Linked DNA regions of Sus scrofa: region 2 is linked to region 1. A link is a contact called in public HiChIP or PLAC-seq data. All regions are on one chromosome and are shown on one strand. Each heading gives the region's core, a stretch centred on a gene start, on an enhancer-like site or on the middle of the called end of the contact. The rest is flanking DNA. Distances are from core to core; before and after follow the strand shown. Region 1 holds the start of SDC2 (syndecan 2). Region 2 has its middle 82 kb from the start of PTDSS1.

Evidence for each region. HiChIP or PLAC-seq counts read pairs in DNA pulled down with a chosen protein or histone mark.
Region 2: a contact with region 1 is called in an H3K27ac HiChIP or PLAC-seq map of alveolar macrophages. The contact joins the enhancer-like site here to the promoter of SDC2 in region 1. A contact is called at or near these places in 3 of 5 promoter capture datasets (fetal liver, fetal skeletal muscle and liver), 17 of 47 Hi-C or Micro-C datasets (alveolar macrophages, embryonic fibroblasts, fetal heart ventricle and 9 more) and 2 of 2 datasets of contacts at active chromatin or transcription factors (alveolar macrophages and skeletal muscle).

Annotation. Positions count from the first base shown.
Region 1 is chr4:40,124,882-40,131,517 of Sscrofa11.1, forward strand. SDC2 (syndecan 2) reads right to left here and starts at 4,602. Exons shown (of 5, transcript NM_001315754.1): 1 at 4,288-4,602. The coding sequence starts at 4,347.
Region 2 is chr4:40,291,053-40,297,198 of Sscrofa11.1, forward strand. No RefSeq gene overlaps it. Among named protein-coding and RNA genes, the nearest start is that of PTDSS1, 82 kb to the right of the region's middle. Within about 2 kb of position 1,714, at least 22 of the 83 cell types and tissues checked have an H3K27ac peak or open chromatin away from gene starts, as enhancers often do. A contact at or near this core is called in alveolar macrophages, fetal liver, liver and 2 more, where this site is marked.

The DNA of each region.
Region 1 (6,636 bases), core at 3,352-5,851:
GATATCGTGGTCACACCTTGAGAGCAAGGAAACACGATCAAAGTGGTACAGGATAAAGCAAACAGCAGGTGAGGTGAGCATCTGGGCCAGGATGGACAATGATAAGACTGTTGACGTAGGGCACAAGCTGGTAAGGCCCCAACAAAGAAACATCTGAAGGGGAATGCCACCTGGATTGCCAGAATGTGAGCTCCGAGGAGACAAAGGGGCTACCTGGTTTGCTCTCACCTTGATCCTGAGCACGTAGGAGATGCTGAATAAACATCGTGGAATGAACAACACATAGGTGCATTCTGTGGCCATCTAGTCAGCAAAGTCAACAAAGATGCCTCATCAAGGAATTGACGTCAAGACTCAAATCCCAAAGCCTGGCATTAAGATGACAGTACTGGGAGCTCCCGCTGTGGCGCAACGGGGTGGGCAGCATCTTGGGAGTGCTGGGATTAGGGTTTGATCCCCAACCCAGCATAGTGTGGGATAAGGATCCGGGGTTGCCGCAGTTGCAGTTTAGTTTGCAGTGGTGGATCTGATCCCTGGTCTGGGAGATCCATATGCCGCCAAAAAAGGGAAAGAAAGAAAAAAAAAAAGGATGATGGTACTGGCAGAGGTGACTAAAAAAGATGAGCTTCTTTCACTACTTCTTAACTTTTCACTCAAACTTTATTTGGGCTTCTGGTGCATGAAAAATCAAGTGATTCTGAAATACGGGAATGTACCACTGACAGTGGCATGAACAGTGGGTCTTCTGTCTTGGGAAGAAGAAAACGATGGGCCAGGTCTCTTAGTTTGATTTTTGGCAATGAGCAGAGACAATCTCGTGAGAATCTAAACTCAGATGACATTCCTCACATGACCCAAGATCACTGCCAGCTGACATGTGGACAGCACAGTGGCTTAACCGGACTCCCTATAAACTTTAATGACAGAGCTGGCCAGGCTCTGTGTGGCTGGGTCAGCCTCCGGCTCCAGCAACCTGGGCAGATGCCAGGCCCCCTGAAGCTGGCCAGTCCTGTCTCTGGGGGTTTCTGGAGACTTGAGAACTAGTTCTGCCCAAGGGGGGGAAAAAAAATTCTAGATAATTTTTGAAATGCTTTCCAAACTAATGATTATTCAAGGTGCCATGTGTATAATCATGTTACACAGTCCTTCAAATGGCAAACACCATCAAAACTCTATGTTCCCGGTCCCAGGAGGCGGCGTTGGAGCGTGTACTCAAATTCCTCTGCTCACCCACCTTCTGCAAACCTGATCATAATAAGATCTTTCCTTCCTAAATGACATCTACCAACTGCTAATATCCAACTAACAGAGAAAAGGGCTCTTGTTTCCCTAAGATTCCCCACAGAGTTTGCTTCATTACTACAACAGCCCAAATATGTATTTTTAAAGAACTGCCAAAGGTTACATGGTGCCAATTTAATTTTTCCTTCGAATGCAAACTTTCCAATGCCTGTCTTTCATAATACACCGAGAGGAAATGCATGGGTCCAAATGACTTGACAAGTTTCTTTTAATTTAAACACATCTAAGCATGTGTAGAAAATTCCACTAGTTCAAAACGCTTCCTTTTCTTAAACATATTCCCAGGTCCAATTACGTGTTTATAGCCGTCTGCAATGTATTAGTTCTAAAGATAAACAGTCTCTTGTAAAAAATTGATAGAAAACCAACAGCATATCACTACTGCCACACTCTGTCAGTCCTTCCCCTCGCAAGGGCGGTGGGAAGGCTAAATCCACTGCCGTGATCACGCTCTCCCTGCTGTCTCCAGCGCCCAGAAATAAAGCACCTCCAGTTCCCACAGACAGCTCTGAGCCTTGACTGCTGAGACCTCTTTTTTCCCCTCTTGAACTCAGTATAAAATTCCAGAATTCACTAACTGTGGACAGTTTTCCTTTTTCCTTTTCTAAAAAAGAGAGGCTTTAAGCTCAGATGATCACGACTTCTAATTCCCAGGCAACAGTTGCAGTTTTCAAATTAAAATGCACAGGACTGGAAATAATGCACCTTAATGGCTGAACGTTGAAAAACTGCAGTCCTTCAACTTTGCCTACATGTATGCTGCTATACGTGAAACAAACAAGAGACTGAAAAGTCATTTAAATGGATTATTGGCCATCCTGAGCTTGGAAACTGCTTCTATGGAGAAAAACTGACTCACTGGCTAACAAAGATTGCCGGCTACAGTCTCCAAGTTGACATTTTAAAAAATATCTAATCACCCTTTTGAATGATATACCAATTACTGAAAATGGTATCTGCCACAGTGAAAGAGCTCACTAGGAAAGCATCCAGTTCTGGTCGGAACTGAGAAATATTCAAACCCTAAAGACAGGGTTGGGGGGAAAAGATACCACCAGAGAAGACAAGTATCATTCAGCCAAAAAGCTTCCTTAAGATGCAAGGTCAGATTGACGCAAACACCCAAAGAGACGTTCTTCTTTTAGAATCCCCAAACAGTAACAATTCCTGAACAGGACTCAGCAAAAAGGGACCTCCTTAACCCTGTCCTGCTTTTTAGGCAGGCTTCTCCTGAATATCTTTAGTTGGAATTCTCCCTTTGCCCTCTTTTGCAACAAGATGAGCAATAATGTTTTTCTGAAATAAACAGGGATTCTTTTTTCCCTTTTGGGGTGGAAAGAGCACAAAGTTCATAACTGGCTGGGAAAGGACCAATCCTAACAGATAAAACGATCATTTGCCACAGAGAAATGCTGATAAGGCTCAGAGTTTTATTTCACAGCCGGAGCACCCACATTTCCATCTACTCTATTCCGTTTACAATCCTACCTGCTCTCCAATCTCAGAGTAACATTTGAGGACCCCATAGCATACACAGAGGCTCCCACACCGATGAAAAAATGCCCATCTGCTGCTCAGGGCCAAAGAGGTTTCCCGATTCCAAATCGGGTGGGGGGGAATAACAGGCGAGGGGGGGAAACTCATGAAACCACCTTAAAGATGACATTAATTGTCTTCGAAAAGGCAGTTCAGATTACTAGAAATGGACAAGTTATTTGGTGGCACAAGGAGGAGATATGAGGAACCAGAAGGGACAGAAACAGCTGCACTCCCTAACCGAGGTCCCAGACCGCAATGAGGCTGCAGACGTGATCCGGGTGCTGGGATTCCACCCAGCCGGACAAAGCTCAGAGCGCCCAGGTAGGGGCCGTCACGCACAAATCAAAACCCAGGAGGCAGTTCCCTTTAGAGGGCGCTCATTGGGTGTCGGAGGGAAACAAGCTCCAACCCCCGAAACGCGACCCAAAGGGGGAGAAAGCAAGTTCCCACCGCCGAGGCCAGGGAGGGAAGCTAGATGCCCGCTTTCGGGCCCGTGGGAGAAGAGACTCCTCCAAGCCTCGGTGCACCCCAGCCGGGGCCCGCGAGGACGAGCGTGGCGGGCTGGAAGCCCCGGTTCTCCGAGCAGCCAGGCGACCCGAGGCCAAGCTCAGTGTCTCAGGCACCTCACCTCGCCCAGCTGCTGCACTTGAGCGCAACCCCTACCAAAATGCCCTCCTGTTCCTTAGGGCCCGCAAGCCGCCCCCCGACCCTCAAGGAGGTCGGGTCGTTGCAAGACTTGGAGTCCAGGGGTCCGCATCCTGGCATTTTGGGGCGCATCCCGCTCACCCCCCAAGGGACCGACGACTGTGCCTCCGCGGGTAGCTTATCCACGCAGTGTCTGCTCCCTTACCCCAGCCACCCGGAACATCAAACAAAAGAACTTTTGCAAACTTTCCTCTCCGGACACTCGCGGGTTTCTCAAAGCTGGGCCCCATCTCCCCAGAACGTGCATTCAATGGAGTAGGAAAGCTGGCGTGGGGGTGTGTGTGTGCTGACAAAGGGACCCCAAAGTTTCCAGGTCGTTCCTGGGTCTCCGGGAGCGCGCGGAGGGGACCAGTTCTCACGCTGCCCTTTCCCGACATCCTCTCTCCGGCCACCCTTCCCCATCGGTCCTTCCCGGCCATAAAGAAAGACCCTCCGAGGGCGAAGAAGTTGGGAGAGATTTCTGGGGCCTCTGCGGTTCGACAAAACTGCCGTACTCTCTTGCTGATCCCGGGGGACCTCCAGGCAACTCCAGGGAGCGGCGCTTTTCTGCGGGAAAGGGAGGAGGGAAGGGGCGGAGGAGCGAGCGCATTTGTCCCAGCAGATCCCCGGGGGCCGAGCTGACACAGCTGGGAGTGGGGGGCATCCCCCAGGTGGCGCTCCCCGACTCCCCGCGGGCTCTGCGCACCCCGCTCGGCCTCGACACCCTATGTGGCGCGCGCGTCCCCCTCCTGGCCCACTCACCGACTCCGCCGACACGCAGGCCACCAAGCCCAAGGTGAGCAGGATCCAAACGCGCCGCATATTCCCCGGGGATCGGCTGCTCCCAGCCGCCGCTTGCAACCAGAGAGAAGCGGAACCTCTTGCTCAGCGCCCGGCGCAGCCCGCGCCGAAGAATCCGGAGCGGAGCAGCCTCCGCGACCGCGGCTCCGGCTCGGGGGCTCGGGGGTTCGGGCTCGGGACTCCGGGGCGCTCGCTTCTTCTTCCTGCGCCTGCTCCCGCTGCCCGCGGCTGCGCTGGGGGAACGCGGCGCCTTCTCACTTGTTGGTTCCTACACTCCCGACGCCGAGTTGTTGCTCCGGGGAGGCAGCTCTCTGGAGCCTTTCTTGCTCTGCTGTAGTTTTACTCCTCCGCGGACTCCTTCCCCGTGTCGCGGCTCGGTTTCTGATTTTTGAGGAATAAATTAGATGGCTTGGAATGTAGCTGCAGCTGAAGTTTGGGGGCAGAGCGGTGGGGGCGCGAGATCCGCGCGGCTGGAGCTCTGGGAGTATCTGGAGAGAAGCGCGTCCGGCAGGGCTAGTGGCTCCGCGGCTGCGCCCCTCCTCCTCCCGCGCCGCCGCCTCCCTCCCAGGGTCCTCCTCCTCCACCTCCTCTTCTCCTCCCGCTCCCTCCCTCCCTCCCCAGCCAGCTTCTCTGGGCTTCTCCGGGCCACTCGGGAGAGGAGGCGGCTGTGTGACTCCCTGCTAAACCCGGGAGAAATTCCTACAGGATTACACCGCGATTGGCAGCTCGGGGGACCAGTGGCCGCCGGCAGCTCCGCGCTGTGGCTGCTCTGGGTCTGCTCGTCTGCAATCTGTGCTCCGGCGCTCCTTTATTTTCTGGCTTCCTTCTCCCCTTACCCCTTCGCCTTTTCCTCTCGCCTCCCCCTTGCTCCTTCTCTATTTTCTATTCTCTTTCACTTTTCTGGAGAAAGATCGGTGAAGCGACGAGACATATTTAGCTTTTCTGCCGGCTGGAATTCGACCAGTAGCAAGAAGCTGCTTTGAGAGTTGGAAAAAACACACACACACACCAAGTTTACAGATGCTTTCAAGCAGTGTAAAGTGTTCATAAATCGCTAGTTCATGAAAATTGTATTTTAAAAGCGAAAACAATAAACGTAATAAACGTGTGTTGAGCATTTCCCACCCACCCTAACGCCCCCCCCCCAAAAAAAAAATCTGGAGGAAAGCTCCCATAAACCCAAAACGCAACCCTTTAAAAGCTCATAATTTCATTAAGGGCTTAAATACCATTTCTGCCTCACACATGGTTTAAGCCCCGAAGGCATTTTATAGGCTCCATTTCAACATAGAGGTGTTAATGTTTGGAAGCTACAAATAGGGCAATTTGATGAGAAATTGGATAGAGACCCTGAACAATAACAGATTGAAGAGAACTTCAAAGAAAAGCAGGATAAAGTAATTTCTAGTTTGAAGAAAATGATGAGCATGTGTTTCCTGAATGGAAGTAATTGGTCCCAAGTATTTTGTGGTGAAGTCTTTTTTTTTTTTTTTTTTTTTTTTTCAGTTCTGTGTCTCTAGTGCACTACCGGACATGGCAAACTCCCTGCCAGTTTCTACCACTATTTTTCTCTCTAATTTCTGGAGTAAATGAATTGTAGAGCCAGTCTGGTCCTAGAATGCCCACTCCAGGAGACCAGCGACTTTTCTGTCTTGTTCACCACTGTATTCTCATTCCTGTTGCCTAAAGATATACAATACATATTTATTGGATAAACTTTGATCTAAAACTCTATACTGCATAAGAGTTGTGAGCCTTTAAGAAACCTAGATGTAGATATATAGACACCAGACCTTGATACTTTTTGAACTTAGAATAATATACAGTCATACTCTACGGAGGATATTGTGAGTATGTATATATGCATGTGTGACTGGGTCACCTTGCTGTACAGTAGAAAATTGACAGAACACTGTAAACCAGCTATAAAGGAAAAAATAAAAAGCATTTATATATATATATATATACTGTAAATATATATATTTACAGTCATACTCTAAGTGCGAACTACAATGTCTTAGCAACCTCTCACCATAAGAAATCTCAGAGAAAGAAATTTAGAGAACTAGAGAGAACTTTAGAGAATGCTAAGTCTGAGACATTGAGCTCTTTGGGTTTTAAGTCCCAACTACCAAGCTCCCAACAGGCAAATCTAAGGTATTGGCAGCCAAAAAGTAACATGGAAAAATGGAAAAGTGAAGAAAAGAAAAAAATATCAAGGGACTGAGCATTGTAACATCAGACGCTTCTGATTCCACCAAAACTGAGCTGGCCCCTGTGGGTCAGTGTGGGTCTGGCTTGGGTCTTGGA
Region 2 (6,146 bases), core at 464-2,963, 160 kb after region 1:
GAGGTGCTTGTGAGCTTATATATTTCTGTGGGTGGACACGCCTGTGATCTCCGGCATCACATTCCCACGCACCACGCTCTGCCGTCGGCGTACTTCCTGACCACACGAAGAGAAACACAATCCCATCCACTTTAATAGATGCTCGGCCAGACTGGGGCTGTTAAAACAGTGGCTTGAGAACTTCAAGACGCCGGGTGTTTTTGCAGCTTTCACCCATCATTTGGAAGCAGGACGAGGTTGGGTTTGAGGGCAAAAATGCTGAACACCAGCACTGTGATCTCAGGAACTGGATTCTGTGGTCCGGGAAGGGCGGCAGGAATTCACGCGGTGACCAGCGGCCCCTTCCTGCCTCGGCAGAGCGTGGAGCTCCTTCCGCCCCGCATGTGAAATCTAAGCCGGGAGCCGACCCGCAGCTGGAATGAACATTCAAACCCAGCGGTCATTGTGTCTTGAGGATGACTTTGCGGCTGTCTTCACCGCTTGCAGCCGCGCTGAGAAGTCTGTTCCCACCGAGTGAGCAGACTTTGACTCGTAAGAGGGACAGGAAGAGAATTTCAAAAAATCTTACCGGAAAACCACCTCTGAGAAAGTCAAAACGGGGTTTGGGGCGGGGGAGGAGGGGGGTAAGGCTGACCACACCAGGGGCTGGTCTAGAGCTGGGCCACCAGATCAGCAGGCAGAGAACGGTCACCTCCAGTCCCATCCCTCTTTGTGAAGAGTGTGGCATTTCAGTCTTTGGCCAGTGAGTCATCAGAAAATGTTATTTCTCATTTTAGAAAAATACCTAGGAGTTCCCGTCGTGGTGCAGTGGTTAACGAATCCGACTTGGAACCATGAGGTTGAGGGTTCGGTCCCTGGCCTCTCAGTGGGTTAAGGATTCGGCGTTGCCGTGAGCTGTGGTGTAGGTCACAGACGTGGCTCGGGTCTGGTGTTGCTGTGGCTCTGGCGTCAGGAGGTAACTACAGCTCCAATTGGACCCCTAGCCTGGGAACCTCCATATGCCGCGGGAAGCGGCCCTAGAAAAAGCAAAAAAAAAAAAAAAAAAAAAAAAAGAAAGAAAGAAAAATACCTGATCTCAGTGGGACATTTCACTGTTATCTGTTCTCCCTAAAAATATGGTGGTGGCAGTGGGGGAACCCAGACCCTTAGAAATTAAAGCCATATGGATACCATATTTAAAAAAAAGAACGCAAAACACAACAACGCAGGCCATTACATGATTGCTGACCGTAGGAATTCAGTATTTATAATTTACATTCTTTCCCATACTTTGCAGTCCTTTTCAGAAGTGAAGAGCAGAGGTTTACGGCCTCGCCAGATCGTAAATCAGATTCCTGAGGGCTGAGGGAGCTGCTACAGGCAGGGGGCATCGCCTTCCGACAGTTTGCAGAAGGCAAGGAAACGTCAGGAAAAGAACCCAAACAGACAGAGGGGGGGCTCTGCTTCAAGGAAGCTCGAGACACCCGTTAGTCCCGCCACCAAGCACGGAAGCAGCAGAAAACGCAGGGAAGATCAACATCTGCAGTCGCTGCGGGCACCACCGCTAAGTGCGCACCAGGGGGAGGGGAGCCCCCCGGGGCTCCTTACCCTCCATCAGCAGAGGCTGCCTGAGAGCCAGGCGGGGGGGTGGAAATAGGTGGAGGCTCGGGTCCAGGAACCCGGCAGAAGACGTGTGCGCAAGAATTAAATCAAGGAGCCTGGGGTGGGAGGAAGAGCATCAGGGTTGATCTGACGCCCCCTAGTGGCCATGTGCTCTTGGGCGAAGTACTCGAGCCTCAGAGCCAGGGAAACGTGGAAAACAGGCAAACTCACAGGATTGAAGAATACACATACATTTGGGGCTGGATGCAAAGGGGAGCGGGGGAGGGGGTCTTAAGCGACGCCCCTTATCTAGAATTGGAAGTGCTGTTCTGGCACCTGGCTCCCTAGCAAACCCAGCTGAGTGGTATCCAGGAAGATTCAGGGGAGGGAGGGTGTCTCAAGACACACCACCTCTCCAAGAGGTCTTTTGAAGCACCCCAGTCGCCCGAATGCCTTTGTCTGGAAGATCTGTCGGCAGGGGCCCTGGTGAACTCATCCGCCTACTCCTGGCCTGGCTTTCATTCCCTCTGAGAGAAGGCAGAGGATTTTAAACATTTTGAAACGTGGGGATCTTGGCGTGCCTTTCCCAGGTTGCACCCGTAAAATACCTAATCAGCCCATGATGTGTGCAGATGGACTGACGGATGAGTCAGGCGAGTGGGAACAGTAAGGTTTACAGTCCAGATTTTCCAGCATGGATGGTTACATAAACCATGCCTGCAATTTGATGCTGTAATTAAGGCTATTGTGTGTATACTTCAGACATGTGAATGCAATATTTTAGGTTTTGGGTCTCTGATTTACCTTCTTTTACTTTTAAAGGCAAACAAATCTTATTTCCCATGGTTGTAAAGTCCACATGAGTCCCCTTTACTCAGCGTCCAGAAAAGGGACAGACACACCCTACACAGGAAGACTGGTGTCTGAGGAGCTGAGGAGATTTGTGGGGGTCAGGAGGTCAGGCATATGGGGAATACCTTCTGCCATTAGCACCCACAATTTGCAGACCCTTGGCAATGATGTTTTCAGAGTATTCCAATAACAAACAAACAAAACTAACTCCCAGGGCAAAGAGGTCCAAGCACGAGCCCAGAATGGCCAAGGAGCTTGGGGGTCCGGTTGCATCAGTCGTGATAGCAAAACTCTCAGACCAATTCTATTTTCTTTTTTCCCCCCTTCTTCTTCTTCTTCTTCTTCTTTTTAGGGCTGCACCTGCGGTATATGGAGGTTCCCAGGCTAGGGGTCTAATCAGAGCTACTAGCTGCCAGCCTACACCACAGCCACAGCAACACAGGATTCAAGCTGCGTCTGTGACCTATACCACAGCTCAGGGCGATGCTGGACCTTCACCCACTGAGTGAGGCCAGGGATCAAACCTGCAACCTCATGGTTCCTAATCAAATTCATCCACTGTGCCACGACGGGAACTCCCCAATTGTATTTTCTGAAAGATGTTCGTGTTGGCGCTGGGTTTATGAGACGCGGATGGATCTGCCAATACCCTTCTCTTTGCTCCAAGAAGGCAATGCTGGGGCTTAGGAGTCTCTTTTACCAGTACTGCAGACAGGAAGCTTGCCCGTCACCCACCCCTCCAGCCAGCTGCTGTACACAGAGACCAGTTTTCAACCAGGGTATCACGATGGATAAGCTGAGCTTAGCCGTGTGAGAGGCCTGGGAGCCAGCCACTTGGACCCGCTGTAAATCCTTGACCGTGCTAGACAGTGACAAACAATACCTTCTCATAGGACAGGCAGCTATAAAACCTGCCCAACCAACCTGCAAGAAAGGGAATGTCCAGAGAGACAAAATTGCAGGTGAATTTCTGAAATGGATTAAAGACAGTTTTTAGGCAACACAGGAGACAAGGAAGATTTCAGCCTTCCCACACACTAAAAAACCACCACCACCACCAAAAAAACCTCAAAAGCCAAATAAACAAAACCACACACACATCCAACTATTTCCTCCCTCTTTGGTAGATATTAGTAAATAAGTCCTTTAATTCATAGATGATAGTGAAATGAAAAAGCCATGGGTATTTATTGCGTCAAAGATATTACCACATTCAATTAAAAAAACTTTGACTCCTTTACCTATGATAGTTCTAGGATCAGGTTTTGAATAAAATATGATAAAGTGAAATGTTGTAAAAATCTATTCTGGGGTTGGCAAGGAGACTCCACAGCTGGTTAGTCTTAGCCATGACGAATGCTGAAACGTACAAAGACCCAAATCTCAAATTTAACCCTTGCCCCCACCACACACACAAAGGCAAGAGATGCACTTGTAATGAAATGCTGATTAACAGAAGTCTTGGCTCTCCTCACATCTTTTTTTTTTTTTTTTTGTCTTCTTATGCCCACACCTGAAGCATATTGAGGGTCCCAGGCTAGGGGTTGAATCAGAGCTACAGCCCCAGCAATTCGGGATCCAAGTCATGTCTGTGACCTACACCACAGCTCATGGCAACGCTGGATCCCCGACCCACTGAGCGAGGCCAGGGATCTAACCTGCAACCTCATGGTTCCTAGTCAGATTCGTTTCTGCTCAGCCATGATGGGAATGCCTCTCCTCACATCTTGATTTCAATCATACAAGTGGGAAATTCATGGAGGATTGCGATTGCCTGCCTGGGGGAATCCGTTTTCATAGCAGTAAGAACTCTATAAATGAAGCCCACCCGGTGAGCACTCAGTGGCCTCAGGAATTCTGCAGCCTTCACTGAACAGAATTCCAAGAATGCATAAGGGATCATTCCCCCTTCCTCTGTTTAAAAGCGCTCACTTTCCTTTGGTTTCCAATGGTTACATTTTTTTCCTATTCCACCCTGCATTTAGCAACCCCCCTCCCAACGAGAGCTTGACCAAGTGCATTAAATAGGGGTCTGATTCCAAAGGGAGACCCCTGACAAAAAGAGGTACCACAGAGACGCTGTCCAGCGGCTTCGGAGCGGGAGACCATAGGGCTGAACCTGATGTATTTGGTAAAGAATTTTATTTTATTTCTCCTTGGTGAGTATTTTACTCATGAGCTCACTACAGAAGCGGTCATAGTGAAAATGAGACTGGCGTTTATAGGATGCCTTTTATCATCGAAATGCTTAAAAACAGGTCTATGAAGTGTCCTTTTCTTGCTGTGGGAGCAGTTTGGCTCAGACTTTTACAAGTGGTGAAAACAGACACAAGAAAAGCAGAGAGAGGCCATGGAAAGATCAAGGATGATAAAAAGGAAAAAGTACTTAACATGTGATGAGATGCTACTTATAGAAAAAAATATGTAAAGCATTCTTGGTGCACGGCGACATCCAAAACAATGGGGTCCTATGTGAGGTCATTTGCAGTCGAATCGTTTCTGCTATTAGATGACCACTCTGATCTAGTTCCATCCATGTGAGGCCCATTTTCGTAGAAATGATTGGACAAAGTAGATCAGACCCAGGGGTATGGTTTCTAGAAGGAATGGCAGCTGTGGTTCTGGCTGGTCATTGGAAAGCACCAGGTTTGGAACCACTGCAGTCAAGAGCCCTTGCTGAAAGGAAAAAAGAAAGTTTAAACTCCGAGAACGGCACAGAAAGCCTCTTGAGGACTTTCCTGGCCATTCTGGACAAAGCCAAAGAGGAGAGACTGTCTCCTATGCTCGTTGCTTTTCGAGCATCCCATAGGAAACCCAAGACATTGCACCTGGGGCACGTGCCTCCTTTAGGCCAGCCTTGGAGAAGAAACACGTCCTCCTCCTCGTGGGACCCGGCTCTTGATCAGAGTGTGAAGGCACGAGGCCCAACGCCCCCCAGAAAACAAACTTGGAGACAATCAGGGATGTGGCCCAGCGCGAAGCAGAGGCAGATGATACACATGATGCTTAATGTTCGTGACACACAGAAGCCTCAGAGAAGCGAAACAAAACAAACTCGCCTGCTGTCCAAGTAAAACAAATTTTACCCTGTACCTCTGTTTAAGACCTCACTGGGAGTTCCCGTTGTGGCTCAGTGGGTTAAGAAACTGATGAGCATCCAATGAGGATTGGGATTTGACCCCTGGCTTCACTTGGTGGTTAAGGATCTGGGATTGCCACAAACTGCAAAGTAGGTCGCAGATGTGGCTCGGATCCCGAGTTGCTGTGGCTATGGTGCAGACCCGTAGCTACAGCTCTGATTCGACCCCTAGCCTGGGAACGTCCATATGCCGCAGGTGTGGCCCCTCAAAAGACAAAAAAAGAAGGGCCTCTTTGCTGGGCTATAAAAGTGCAAGTGGGTCCATGGAACAAGCACCTCTTTGGCTCTGTCTAGGACTTTCACGGGAAGGATGTGGCTGTTGGGACAGCATGTGTAAGCTCAGAACTATGGTTGGCACAGCCAACTCCCTCGGCCACCCGCGCCAGCCCAGCAGTTGGCGATGCTTATCTACTAGCAACGCATCTGCTGTTGGAGCCCGTGTGTGAGGCTGTCAACCAAGTGGTTGCCAGAGGCCCAGGGCAAAGGAAGTGACCCTAGCTTTGTATGATTCATGTAACCTCTTCACCCCAGAATTCTTTTGCAGAAAAAGAAAAACATGACACGTCCATGGTTA